Regions from separate parts of the Cricetulus griseus genome. Here region 1 is linked to region 2. A link is a contact called in public Micro-C data. All regions are on one chromosome and are shown on one strand. The core of a region is the stretch at or near the end of the contact, and the rest is flanking DNA. Distances in the headings are between cores, read along the strand shown.

Region 1 (6,786 bases), core at 1,008-3,507, 180 kb before region 2:
CAGACCTCCTCTGGGGTGTTCCCCTACTTGGTGGCTTGGCACGCTAAGGAGATGTGAGCTGCATCTCTAAGAGGTGTGTTCCGGGAAGGTTGCCCAGGGTGTGCGGCCCCTGCCTGGTGCTGGAGGTAGTGGTGTGTTTAGGAGGAACGTCAGGAAAGGCTTCCCAGGGGAAGTGACTGTTGATTGGGTTTTGAGGGATGCGCTGGAGTTTACCAGGTTCCATAGGAGGCGTGCGGGGAAGACCGTCCTACTTGAGAGACTACCATAGGTCTATAAGTTGTGTAAGCTTTGTGCCATCCTTTGGTGACAGGCCAGACCAGGACACTTTTAGAAGGGCCTTTCAGCATGGAGTGGTCAGCACCTGGGGCTTGTGTAGCCAGAGACAGCTTCATGGAGGCGGCTGACTTCAGTTGGGCTATACTGTGTGTGGGGAGCCAGAGACTGTCACAGAGGACCTGAGACGGTGCAGCCAGGGCTCCCGGGCGGGGGTGGGGGTGAGCTTGTGCTGTAGTGAGCAGTGACTCCCCCAGGCTCCATTAGGCATTTTGCTCCCGCCTGCCCTTCCTCACCTCTCCACGGCCACCCGGGCCTTGCTGAAGTCCAAGGCGGGGGTGGGGGGTGGGGGGTGGACTGCAGAGTCCGAGGGGAGGAATGGGAACTCACACATGCAAATGAGATGCAAATGCGCCCCGACCACACCCACCCTCTGGGCCTGGATGAGCCCATACCCGCGCTTCCCAGCCCTGAGCCTGGCTGGACCTGGGCGCAGTCGAGCTGCCCTTGGCCTTCTCTGGCGGAGTCCGGGGGATGTCTGCTTCCCTGAGTCAGGGCGAAGGGCAGGCCATGAGGTGCGGGGACTGGGCCAGGGTCACAGATAGGGGAGACAGGAGGGCAGGCACGGTGAGCTAGGGGGCTGGGGAAGGACCCGCAGGAAAATGACCAAGATGCAGACTCAAGAGCCGTAGCACCCCAGGGACCCCGGCCACATTCCTGCAGAGCCTTGAGTGACATGGACAGGCGGGAGGGCTCGCTCACGTGCCCGCCGGCGGACGCGCAGCTGTCTCGGCTTCTCGGCTGTCTGCCTGTCCCCAGCCACAGTCCCTTTGCCTGTCCAGCGCTTTGTGTGCTTCTCTTTGTCTGCCCGCCTCTCTCCCATCCCCCTTCCTTCCTACTCTGCCCGCTGTCTGTTGGTCCAGACCTAGCTGTCTGTCACTGCGTTCTGCCTCGGGGGCCCTGTGTCCTGGCTTCGTTTCTTGTTGAGTCTGGGTCTCCATTTCCCCTTTTCTAGTGGCCTAGCCTTCTATCACGTTCGTAAAACTCAAGAGTGTGGGCAGGTGGCTGTAATTGGACTATTAGGGGTTTGTAACAAAGGATTTAAAGCATGTGAGAGGCGACATGGCTCTCTTATCTTCCAAGAACAAAACAAGATGATGCAGCATGAGGCACAATGGTTAGATATTCAGAAGGACTTCCCAGAAAGGGGTGTGTGTGCAGCAAATATTAGAAGAGGTCCACAGAAAGGTTAAACGACCATTATACTTTTCATCAGGAGAATGGGCAACAAAACCTAGCCGCCCTAAGAAAAGACAGCAGGCACTTGTACAGGGCACACCCCCTGTTAGACTGCCACCTGCACAAGCTCTCAGGTGGGGAAGGGGTGTGCGGGCAGCGGCGGTTCCCCACCTCCACCCGGCTTCCTCGCATCTTCAGCTCAAGACCCCAGTCGTCCCCCCCACTTCCCCCCCCCGCCGCTCGCTGCGAGATGGCTGCTGGGGACGGAGTGATGTATGGAACACAGATAAAATGTCAGCAGTTCTAAATGGGTCCGGAGATGCAGCCGTGGGGGGCGCGCGGGGTCCCGCCCCCCCCTCCTTGCGAGCCCCGCGGCCGGAGCCCAAATGAGGTTTTGAAGAGGAGCCGGCGGGCGGGGCGGCGGCCGGGCGGGGCGGCGGGCGCTGATGTATGGCGGTTTCATAACTTCCTCGGTATTAAAGGCGGGTTCACACGGAGGGCAGCGCCATCAATCAGCGGCCTCAATGGGCTGGGATCCTCCGCGAGGCTCGCGGCTGCGCGGCCCGGCCAGCGCGGGGGGCGCGGGGACCCTGGCCGCACCCAGGAGGATGTGCGGGGAGGCCCGCCCGCATGGGGAGAGGGCCAGGCTTTGAACATGAAGTTGATCACATGCAAATAGCATGCAAATATATGCAAGCTGGCTTGGGCTGCGGGGCCCACCTCTCTGCCGTCCTCCCTCCTGGGTGAGGGCTGGGGCGGGTTTGCATCCGGTTCCGCTTGGTGCCTAGGGTGCCTGGGCTCTACTTCAACCTGCCAGTAACGGAGTGAGGGTGGGGCAGTTCTCCACACCACCCTGCCCAAGAGATGTGACCTAAGAGGACATGGAGGTACTGGGTGGCAGGAGAGGCGGCTGACCCGCTGAGCAAGGAGTCCCTGTGGCTTGTGATTTGTGCCTGGTGTCCTCACGAAAAGGTGAAGGAGTGTGTGCCCAGGATTCTGACATTCCCTCCTCCCCTGAAGGCTGGGGAGCAGCTGAACACACGTGGCAGACAGGACTCCCAGACCTGGCACGTTGTTTTCGACACAATGTCTCATAAATAACAACTCACTGTGTAGCTGAGGATGACCTTGACTGCCTCCACCACTCAAGTGCTGGATTTCAGGTGTGTGCCACTATGCCCACTCTGCTATTTTCTTCCTTTCTTGCTGGGGGTAGAACCCAGGACCTGGGATCTGCTAAGTCAGGACTCCCCTCAGGGTACCATCCCAGCCCTGCACAGGGATTCACTGAGCATATACTAGGCAAAAGGCCTGGCTGTGCCCTGAGAGAAGCAAGTGCCAACATCCAGGAACACACGGGGTGGCAAAGCCATGAGCCCTAAAGCACCAACAGACACACTGAACTATGGGTTGGTTCCAGCCTCGTACAGGCAAAGAACCTTCCAATAGGGGAGAATTGGGCATTGGGGTTTGGGGCATGGGAAGAATTCCAGGCAAGGGACAAGAGTGGTGTGGCACTGGGCCATGAGAAAGAAAGGCCAAGGTGGGGAGGGCTGAGAGGGAGGTGAGTCCTGCTGGAAGCACTTTTGTGGTATCAGGTGTGGGAGGAGACTCAACAGTGATTAGCTACTGTTGCTGGCTTCCTGAAGACTGTTCTGTACGCTGTGGAATAGAGGTGAGGAGTGGAGGGGTGGGGGTGGGGGTGGGGCTGGAGGACACCACACAGGACTGGGGCCTATGGGCAGAAAAGGGAAGATAGGCCCAGGGAGGCTGTGGGAGAAGGCAGGTGACAGACAGGGTTAAGTGTGGTCTTCAAGAACCACAGGAGGCCTCAAGTCTTCCTTTGTGACTTGCTGGCTGTGGACACAGGCGGCTGTGGGGGGTGGGACTTAGCGGGGAGGGGGTGGTATACATGTTGGGTCTCACCCTTCCTCTTGGCTTTGTGGCCTCGCTCCCCGGTTTATCATCTTTCTTTCTCTTCCTAGTTGCTCAGCTCAGTGGCAGGAGACATTCTCAGTCTGCAAAATCGAAATCTAACATCCATTTTTCTCACTCCAAGACCTGGGGGTCAGTTCCCCCCACCCCAAATGCTGTCTGTCTGATTTCTGTGTGGTCCCCTCGGGGTAACTGCTCTGGACAACTCTAACACCACTCAGACAGATTGCCCAGCCTCCTAGCCCCGACATCTCCCACCACTGCATCAAGCCAAATTACTCAGCACCCCTCCCCCCAGCCCGGGGCCCTGATGAAATCCGATTAGTGAGAAGAGAGCCTCAGCGAGCTGACGGCTCCTCTGATAGATAATTGCTTCCTAAGCAAGCAAAGCAGCCCACCCCTCTCCTGGGTACCCCAGGCATCTAGAGCCAGGAGCAGAGGACACCAGAGCTGGAAGGCTAGGAAACTGCCACCTGCCTCCAGTTAAGTGGGTTTCAACCCCAAAAGTTGACCTCTGTGGTCTTGGGTTTAAGCCTTAGTCCATGGATGCTCATATTCCTACCTCCTCACACCTTGGGGAAATCTACATACCCATTTCTCTGCAGATAGAGGAAGGCAGACACAGAGAACAGAGACAAGGAAATGGCTTGATAAGACCTCAGCTCCCTGCTTCCCCGGTTCTGGGAGGAGGGTGGGAATGGGGCCTGAGGACCTGCAGGCAGCTTCCTCTATTATAGTAGCCTACCCACCTGGCAAGCTATAGAAGGCTAAATTCCTGCAGAACTGGAGGTACTTAACCTTTGAGCTTTCTCAGTCAGAGACAAGGACAGGTTGCTGGGATGCAGTCCCCCCCCTCAGACCCCACCCTTGGGTCCCCTCCCTGGTCCCCTCCTCTTCACAATGGGCCTGCCCTCCTCTTCCCTAAAGCAGGGCCTTTTGTGGGTTGGTGTTTGACATTTATTTATTTATGAGTGTGTGCTCATGTGCCATCAGGAAGGTAGAGCCCAAAAGACAGCTTGCAGGAAGTCAGTTCTCTCCTTCTATCATGTGGATTCTGGGGATTGAATTTAGGTTGTCAGACTTGGTGGCAGTTACCTTTACCTGCTGAGCCATCTCACCACCAGCCCCCTTTACTGGCTTTTTTTTTTTTTTTTTTTTTAAATGACAGGGTCTATAGGTCAGGCTGGTGCCATACTTGTGACCCTCTTGCCTCAGTCTCCCGAGTGCTGATATTATAGGTGCATCAACCCATACGGTAAGGGGGGGCATTTTATGTGCCTGATAATTCTTCCTTATTGCCTCTGTCTCTCTTTCTGTCATCTCTGTCTGTCTGTCTGCCTGCCTGCATGTGTGCGTGTGTGCGTGCGTGTGTGCGTGCATGCATTCGTGAGTGTGTGTGTGTGTGTGTGTGTGTGTGTGTGTGTGTGTGTGTGTGTACACTAACATGGAATCCAGGACTTTGTGCATGCTAATTTGCAGTTAACCACTGAGCTATACCCTGCCCTCCTTCATCTTTACTGCGAGCCCTTCTTTTTTCTGATCTTTCATCCAATCTTCTCCTGACCTTTGATGACTGAAAGGCACTTTGCAGCCCAGACTCCGAGTCCCAAATCTTACCAGGCAGGCTGTGGTCTCTGATGAACTCTCCAGGGATGAGTTGGTTAGTATTATTGTGTGCTCAGCCCCAGCATCTGCCTATAGGCCTGCCTGTAGCCATAGCAACAATGACTAACCCTCCAGCCCCTCTGAGCCAGGTCTTAATAAAACACCGTGTTGGTTAATTTATCACGAAAGAGATAAATTTCAAGGATTGTCCCATTTTACAGCTGGGGTAACCGAGGCATAGAGATGTGAAGTAACATGCTTGAGGTCCCATTAGTAAACGGAGAATGTGACTGCAGATCTAGCCCTGGCTTGGGGCCATCATCTTTCATTCTGTTTGTTCATGTACTACCCGGCTGGGAGAGAGGGGCTCAGAGCGTGGACAGAAGCTCTAGGAAGTCCTTTGGAGTTCCACAGGGAAGTGGCCAGGTGACACCTGGTACCCAGTAGGCAAAAAACGAGGCCTGCAATCTTAGCTTTGTGCAGCCTGAGGTCCTTGGCAGGGGAAGGGCTTGCTTGGCTTGGAAATCTTAGCAAGGCGAAACTAGCTCATCCAGAGGCCGATAGATGGCGCTCGTGGCCCAACACAGCCCCTGCACCCTGCTGAAACCTGAAAGAAACAAGAAAGCAAGTTAACCCTTCAGAACACAGGAGGGCAGAGTAGCTGCTGCTAGGCCTCAGAGGCGGCTCCACAGCCCAGGGCTAGAGCTATCCCTTGGCCACAGCCAGGATCTTCTGTCTCCCCTGCCTCACAAGACCATCAAGCACTGTCAGCCTGTCCGTTGAAGGCTTCTGGAGGGCACGGCAACTAGGGAAGGGCTTTGCCCATCTTTCATCTCAGGGTCTCATTTCTAAATGCCTTTAGCAGAGCTCCAAGCCCACAGTTTTTGAAAGATAAGAGGGTTGGGGGGATGGCCAGAGGCCATCAGGGTCAGCCTTAGCAGTTCACCAGTACCTCTGTTCCTCTTTTCCTAGGGACTCGCTCTGAGCTTCCAGGGGTCAGTGGACTCATAGGGACAGAGGAGTTACTCAGTTCTACAGAAGTTGGCATTAGGTGGTGAGCATCTTTTTTTTTTTTTCTTTTTTGTCTTTGTTTTTGAGAGAGGGTCTCACTATTTACTCCAGGCTGGAACTCACAGGGATGCTTTCCCCCACCTGCAGGATGCTGGCATTAAAGGCAAGAGTCACCACACCAGGCAAGTAGGGGGACATTTTGTAGGATCTCTGTCTCCCAGATACTCACTTTACTCATAGCTGCTCTGCCCGAGGCCAACTTGGGGTTCTTTTTTTTTTTTTGGTTTTTCGAGACAGGGTTTCTCTGTATTGCTTTGGAGCCTGTCCTGGAACTGCTCCGTAGACCAGGCTGGCTTCAAACTCAGAGATCCACCTGCCTCTGCCTCCCGAGTGATGGACTGGGGGTGGTGGCCCATGTGGGCCTTTAATCCCACTCAGGAGACAGAGTCAGGCAGATTTGGTCTAGAGACCAGGTCAGTCTGGTTTACATAGTGAATTCCAAGACAGCAAAGATGAGAGGAGACCCTTTTTCTAAACAATAACACCCTTCCCTGAAACAGGAACAGAAACCCAGGTGGAAGAGCTGGGCAAGCCAAACAATTGTCGGGGAGAGGGGTACCTGAAAGAGTGGTGGAGCCTATAATCAATTCCTTCCATCAACACCTTTTCTCTTCCTTTTTGGACAAGATTTCACTTTGCTCAGGCTAGTGTCAGACATGATAT
Region 2 (6,633 bases), core at 2,181-4,680:
CTACATTCATAGCTGGACATAAAGACAAATGACCCAAAATTATTATTATAGATATATTTTAACGTTTTTTTTCCTTTCGAGCACGTTGCATAAACAGAGAATTCAAGACAGAGTAACTATACATTCAGTGCAGTTTAGTTCTACTCTACTGGGGTTAGAAGCACAATAAGAGCGCACAAGACCAGCGGGCTAGGCAGTCTCAGTTGTTGGGGTTTTTTTTTTTCTTTAGTGAAATAAGCAGCAACAAACACAACAAAACTGCATTACAAATACTCTCAAAGCAGGATTTCTTTCTATAGGTAGTGATAAAATACGTTGAAGGTTTCTTTCTTTTTTTTTTCTTTTTTCTTTTTTTTTCTTTTTTTCCTCCTGTAATAGGATTTTTCTCCCCCCCCCAATATTATTGCAGGTTCCCTTTAGGTAGTATATTAAAGTTTTTATCAGTATACTATCATGATTATGGTGATTTCTGAGCACAAACACTAACACAGCTCAGAGGAAGCCGGCCCAAAAGAACAGAAATCAAACAGCAAGGACAAGGCAAGGAAGGCTTGGGCCCAAGTGACTATGGCATGAATAGGTAGGATTTTAGAGACCATTGCAGGCCCCTGCTTACCCCTCACTCAGTAAGGGCATGGCTAGATTCTCAGGTTCCTGGAGAAAGTCAAGGGGGTTTTCTAAAGAAGGAGCCTCAAAGAGAGAAAGGAATCTTTTCTATCTTTTATTTCTTTAAAAAAAAAATTTCCCTTCCATCTCCCTTTATTCTGTTTTTTTTATTCTTTCCTTTTCTTTCATTAAAAAACGGTTAATCCAGTATTCTAATTGCTAGCACACAAGCAAAGCCAAGAACCATCTTCTACATCTTCAGGGGGATCCCCTTTGAAATAAATACCAGGAGCAGTGAAGTGGGTGTGTGGGGGGAAGTGGGGTGTGTGAGAAGGCTTAGACCTTAAAATTCAGGAAGGGCTCAGAAGGGAGAAGCAAGGACAAGTGAGTGTGTGCTGGGTGAGTGTGTGCTGGCCATGGAGTGGGACAGAACTTTTCCCTGTGTCTCAGTCTCCCCCCCAGCGCCCCCAAACAAATAAAGAGGGGGGGTCCAAAGGTAATAAAAGTAGAGCTGCAAGTATCTGACAGGTAGTTAGAGTTGTGAGTGTCATTCTATTCTCTATAAAAGCAAATGACAGTCGTAAACTTCTCAATTTATCTGCTACCATAAAACGAAACTTCAAGGGAGTTGCTGGGGGGGGATTCTCTCTCTCTCTCTCTCTCTCTCTCTCTCTCTCTCTCTCTCTCTTTTTTGCTAGTCCTTATTTTCTTCCTTTTCCTCTTCTTCTTTCTCCTCTTCCTCATTCCCTTCTTCCTCCACCTTCTCCTCATCTCGGGCCCCAGGCAGTTTATCCTTGTTGTTCTCCTTTTTCCACTTCATCCTCCGATTCTGGAACCATATCTTCACTTGTCTTTCGGTCAGTCCCAGGGCGTGAGAGACTTCAATCCGGCGCTTTCGTGTCAAATAAGGATTAAAGAGAAACTCCTTCTCTAGTTCCAAGGTCTGATACCGGCTGTAAGTTTGTCGTCCACTGCGCCGCCCAGGAGCTGGACAGAACAGAACCCCAGTCTGGTTATGTCTGGGTGGGGGCTCAATTCCCGCCCGCCCCCCTACATAGCTACTCTGCCTCCCACAAAGTTCCCCCTTTGCTCTTTCCAATCCTTCCTCCTGCCTATGAGGCCGACAGCAGAAGGCAAGCAAGGGCAGGAAAAGTTTCCATAGATGTTTTGGTTTGATTTCCTTCACCTTGGGAGGAGGGAGAGTGGGGGGGGGGCAAGGATGTGCCTGACTGAAAAGTAAGAGCTTGAGGGGGTCAAGGGAGCCTTGCAGGGTCCTTCAGGCCTACAGCCTGGCCCTTACAGCTTCCTTACAGCTTTGTTTACAAGTGCAGAGTGACATTTAGTAAGCGGGCCTAGGAACACACTCTGTTTCCAAGAGAAAGGAAAAGGACTGGAGTTAAAGGAGAGGGGTATTTGCCCACTGCCCCCTCCTTGGCTATCTCTGCCTAATGCTTTTCCAATAAGAAAAATAATTGATCTTCTGGAATGTACCACAGCTCTGCCTGATTACTAACTGGATACCAACAAATAAATCAAGGGCCATCCCTGCCGGAACTTGTCGTTATCGCTTCCCCCTGTACTTCGAAATTGGGCCATGAGGGGCCACCCTTGGAGGGGCTCATGACCCGAGCAGCTTTCCAAGAGACCCCATAGCCTGACTAGTCACCTGGACCTCAGAAGCCCCTACTTTGTATAGTCCCTCTCTCTTTTTTTGAGCACTGATTTTCTTCTCAGTCTTTCAGTCTCCTGTGCAACTGGAGGAAGTAAGGAAAAGTTGGGGTAGCGGCCTTCAGACTGTTTCTCTGAGGGGAAGAAGGGGGAGAACCCAGGGAGTCAGAGTGCCTGTCCTTAGGGTCTTGCCCCTCTCTCTGGCTAGGGGGAGACAGCAAAGGGTCTTTTCCACCCACAGTCTGGTCACTGTCTTGGAATGGCTGGCTCACTGTCTTTGGGAAAACTGGCTATCGACCCCAAAGACTGATAACCTCAGTTTACTTAGGGTGCCCTTGTCAGCCATCTCCCCAACTTTGACTTTAGAGTTGGGGAGAGGGAGAGAGGGGGGGAGAGAGAGAGAAGGAATGGAGTAAATGGTTTTTAACCCTTTGCACCCACATATCACCTTTCCCCCACCTTCACCCCAACACTCACAATGTCTCAGGTGCCCCCCCCGCTCCACCCCCAGCCAAGCCTTTTCAACCTTCAGGAACCCACCCAGGCACGGGAGTGGAGTGGAAGAGACCCCCAAAGCCAGGAAGGAAAGCAAGGGCAGACAAAAAGGAGGCGAGGGAGGGGGGAAGACCCCGAGCGCGGGGAGACCAAGAGGGAAAGAGAAAAGGCTTCTCACCGTGGGGTCTCATCCATGGAAACATGAGGCTGGGAGACGAGTTCTGATTTAAGTGGCCTTGTCCTTCGCTACTGTTAGTGTTGGCGGAGGATTTACAGTCGGGATATTGCACCACGCTCGCCTCTTGCTGAGCCCCATAAAGGGACTGTCTAGGGAGCGCCTCGTAGCCATAGAATTTGGAGGCGTCTCCGTGGCAGCTTAGCGAGCACGGGTTCTGCTGGTAGCCCGAGTTGGAGATGCCGGAGGTGCCGTGGTGGAAGAAGTCTTGGACATGGTGCGAGGCGTGCTGGAAGCCGGGCGCCGAGCCTCCGGGCCCATACACCAGCGCATGGCTCCTGCCCACGCTCTGAGGGAACCGGCAGTCGTAATAGGCCGGTTCCAGGGACTCGCCGCCTTTGTATTTGGAGAACAGGGGGTTGACGAAGTAGGAGCTCATGCTGGGCGCATGAAAACCCGCGGCCCCCTCCCCTTGGCTCAAGCTCCCCCGCCCGGTATCCCCGAAACTCCCCTCCCCCCGGGACCGAACCCCAAGCTGGCCGGCTCCCCCGGGCTGGGCTGCTGGGCTGGGGGCTGGGCAGGTGGGGGCGCGGTGCCGGCTGAGGGCTCGGGCGGCGGCGGCTCTGCTCACTGTCGGTAGGTAGAGCGCGCGCTCTCACTTAGCTCTTTCCTCTAACAGCCCAGGCGAATTCCTCAGACTCCCGGCGGTGGCGGCGCTTACACGCGATTCGCGTTCATCAATCCACGACATGAAGACAGGCGAGCGAGCGAGCGAGCGAGCGAGAGAGCGAGCGAGTGAGCAAGCGAGCAAGAGAGAGGAGAGAGAGAGAGAGAGAGAGAGAGAGAGAGAGAGAGAGAGAGAGAGAGAGGAGGGAGGGGGGAGAGGGTTGAGGGGTTCAGGGCTAGGGGGGACCTGGAGGAGAGGGAGGGAGGAGAGGGGAGGGATGGGGGTGTGGTGTGTGTGTAGGGGGTGGCGAGCCAGCCCCAGCTAATGGCTGAGGCCAGCTTTTCTAAGGTGCGCACTCTAGTTTGAAGGTGCACCCTCTTTTCTTTCCTTGTTGAGAGATACCTGGGCCAGCAGGTCAACTTAGGTTACCTCAACAGGTAGAAGACCCCAGTGGGTGAGCCTATGTAAGTCAGGGCTGAGCCTTTAACCGGGAAGATGAACTACCTGGAGGTTTCTGAAGTCTGGGGACTTTACCCAGACCCTTCAGGCGGCAGACCCTCCAGCCTCTGGCCTCTTCCTAGGGTCTGAAACTGCCCTGTCTTTTGAAGACTCTTCTTGTCCCTTGACTGCTACGGGTAGAGTGGGGGGGGGCATTCCAGGTACCCTAGCAAGACCACACTACCCTTGCAGAAAGCAGCTCCTTCAAGGAATAGGAAACCCAAGCAAGCTTGGCTGGGAGAATCTGGGAGCAAAGCTGTTTATGGGGGATAGAGAGGAATAGCTTGTGTGTCCAGGCTTCTGCCTAGCCTAACCCAAGACATTTCTGTTTAGGAGACTATAGCTGGGTTGAAGGGAGCAGGAGTAGGCCTTTTACTGGTTCTCATAAACCACCACCCCAAAGGAAATGCCAGCTCAACCTAGAGGGGCCCTCAGGCTTCCCTGCTCCCTCCTCTTCTCCAGGCAGGCTGCCCGGGGCCAGGATGTGGATGGGAACTGTCAACAGACACTCTTTAAATATTTACCCACGCTTTTGGGGAGGGGGGCACATATCCCTATGCCTAAGACTGGACAAATTCAAGTTAATTCTAATGGAAAAAATAACCTTGGTCCATCAACACCCTTCCCTGGCCATAGTGTCTACGGGTATGTGGGCTTAATACAGGGAGAAAAGAGAAGAAAGCATGAGAGCAATGTGTGTGCGTGTGTGCCATTGTGCTTGTGAATGAAGATGAATAAGAATGCTTTTTCCTGTCTTCTTCCTCAGTATGTGAGGCTGTTACTAGGCCACCCTGGAGCACAATCAGAACACACACACACACACACACACACACACACACACACACACACAGTATATACTATACTATCCTGGTACCCAGAGACATATCAAGTGTATGTTCATTTTACACTAGCTATACACATTCCTAGACATGGCCTTCCTGACTCACAGACCCCGTACATACATGTGTTCTCCAGGCACATGCACAGAATGCTTGATAAATATATACATTTGTAAGTTTTGCATCAAGAAAAAAATCTTCCTCTTTTTGTTTTCCTCATCCTGGGTTGGGCAAGAAAAGACATGGTTAGAAAACTAGATCTTTTTCTTTCCAATCCCCATCTGGAACCAACTCTGGGCTCTGGGCATAGAGGAAAGAATAGCAGGGCAAGACAGGATAGAAAGAGCAGCTCTCCTCTGTCCTTTTATTATTTAAGTAATTATTGGGGAAATGATGACTCTCAGTCAGAATCTTAAAGGAGATTCACCGATACCCTGGCAAGAGACCCTATCTACTGGGATCTTTAGCATTTAGGAAACTCACCGCTATTGAACTTAGGAACTGCCCAAACTCCTAGACACAGAACTCTAGCTCTGAAGCAGCAGGAGGGAAAGGTCCAGAAGTGCTGTGTCAGGGCTGCAACTCTCACTAGGGTCCAGAGCAATGGGGGGCACCCCAGAGCATCTCCACCCACCAGAGCCTGCTGCATCTTTGGCTCCAGCCTTGTCGATCTGAGAGAGTCTGCTCAGTGTAGAGCTGAACAGAGTGGATTCTGGTTTCCTAGCATCTGACCATGGGGGCTGTCATAAATACTTTCTCTTCTCTGACTGGAAAGAGGAGGCTCAGAGGGTCCGGATCCTCTCTGGGGCCTGTGCCTTATCTTTTAAGGGGTGGGGGAATCTATTTCCAGATTTTATGATCCAGCAAAAAACCCTGCTACAGAGCTATTCTTCTGGGCCTTTGTGTCTTGGAATGCGGCTGTCCAGAGCATGCCATTACCACCGCCTGTCCGGGGAACCCATCAGCCCTGTAAGCCTTGGTCAGACTTGGTTTCCCCTTTGGAAGCTTCTCTCATCTTTCGTTTATTTATTTTTCTTTTACACGTATCTGGTTTATTTTGCTCTCTGAGCCTGGAAATAAAGGAGCCGCAAACAGCCGTCCTCGCCGGGCAGTTCTGTCTCTCTACCCGAGGCCTGCATCACCCTCTTAGGTACCACGGATTTATGTTCGTTTGTTCGGGTCATTCCGCCTTTTTGGGTTAATTACCTGCTCCTTACTTATCTCCACCAGCGATTATTTTTGATGCCTGCCCTCTTTCGCCTCCTGAACTCTCCGGTAGAGCGAGGGCCCATCTCCTGCTGCCACTCACGAATTATTTACACCTCGCAGGTGAGAGCGTTGATTTGTTCAGAGGCAGTGGGGCCGAAGCCGGCAGAAGCCAGGGGCTTTCTGGCCGAAGCTTCCAATCTGGCCTCAAATGTCACTAGGCCAGGCCGGTCTGGGGGCACCTCTGCCTCTAACATTGAGCAACAGCGCCACCTCGTGTCCACTTGCTCCAATGCAATCAGACTGAGGAAAAGCCAGCAGAGGTCCCAGGCCGAGCTGAAAGGTGGCAAGTTGAGAGGAAGAAGCCTCTAAAACGATGCAAAGGAGAGAGGTTCCTTGGCAGGTAGTTGCCTCTGTTCTTTGGTTTTCTAAATTCTTTAAGTTAACCTTGTGAAATGTTCCACATTGTCCTCTTTTTG

The links. Hi-C and Micro-C count contacts between places; a contact is called where the count stands out from the background.
Region 1: a Micro-C map of the CHO-K1 cell line shows a contact between it and region 2, with 2.8 times the contacts expected there. The contact joins the promoter of Smug1 here to the promoter of Hoxc8 in region 2. A contact is called at or near these places in 4 of 8 Hi-C or Micro-C datasets (the CHK-Q cell line, the CHO-K1 cell line and fibroblasts).

What each region holds. Positions count from the first base shown.
Region 1 is chr2:399,542,902-399,549,687 of CriGri-PICRH-1.0, reverse strand. It overlaps Smug1 (single-strand selective monofunctional uracil DNA glycosylase), which reads left to right and starts at 2,257. Exons shown (of 7, transcript XM_027396772.2): 1 at 2,257-2,675; 2 at 4,616-4,702; 3 at 6,025-6,106.
Region 2 is chr2:399,362,435-399,369,067 of CriGri-PICRH-1.0, reverse strand. It overlaps Hoxc8 (homeobox protein Hox-C8), which reads right to left and starts at 3,430. Exons shown (of 2, transcript XM_027396754.2): 1 at 2,948-3,430; 2 at 1-1,593. The coding sequence starts at 3,383. The coding sequence ends at 1,301.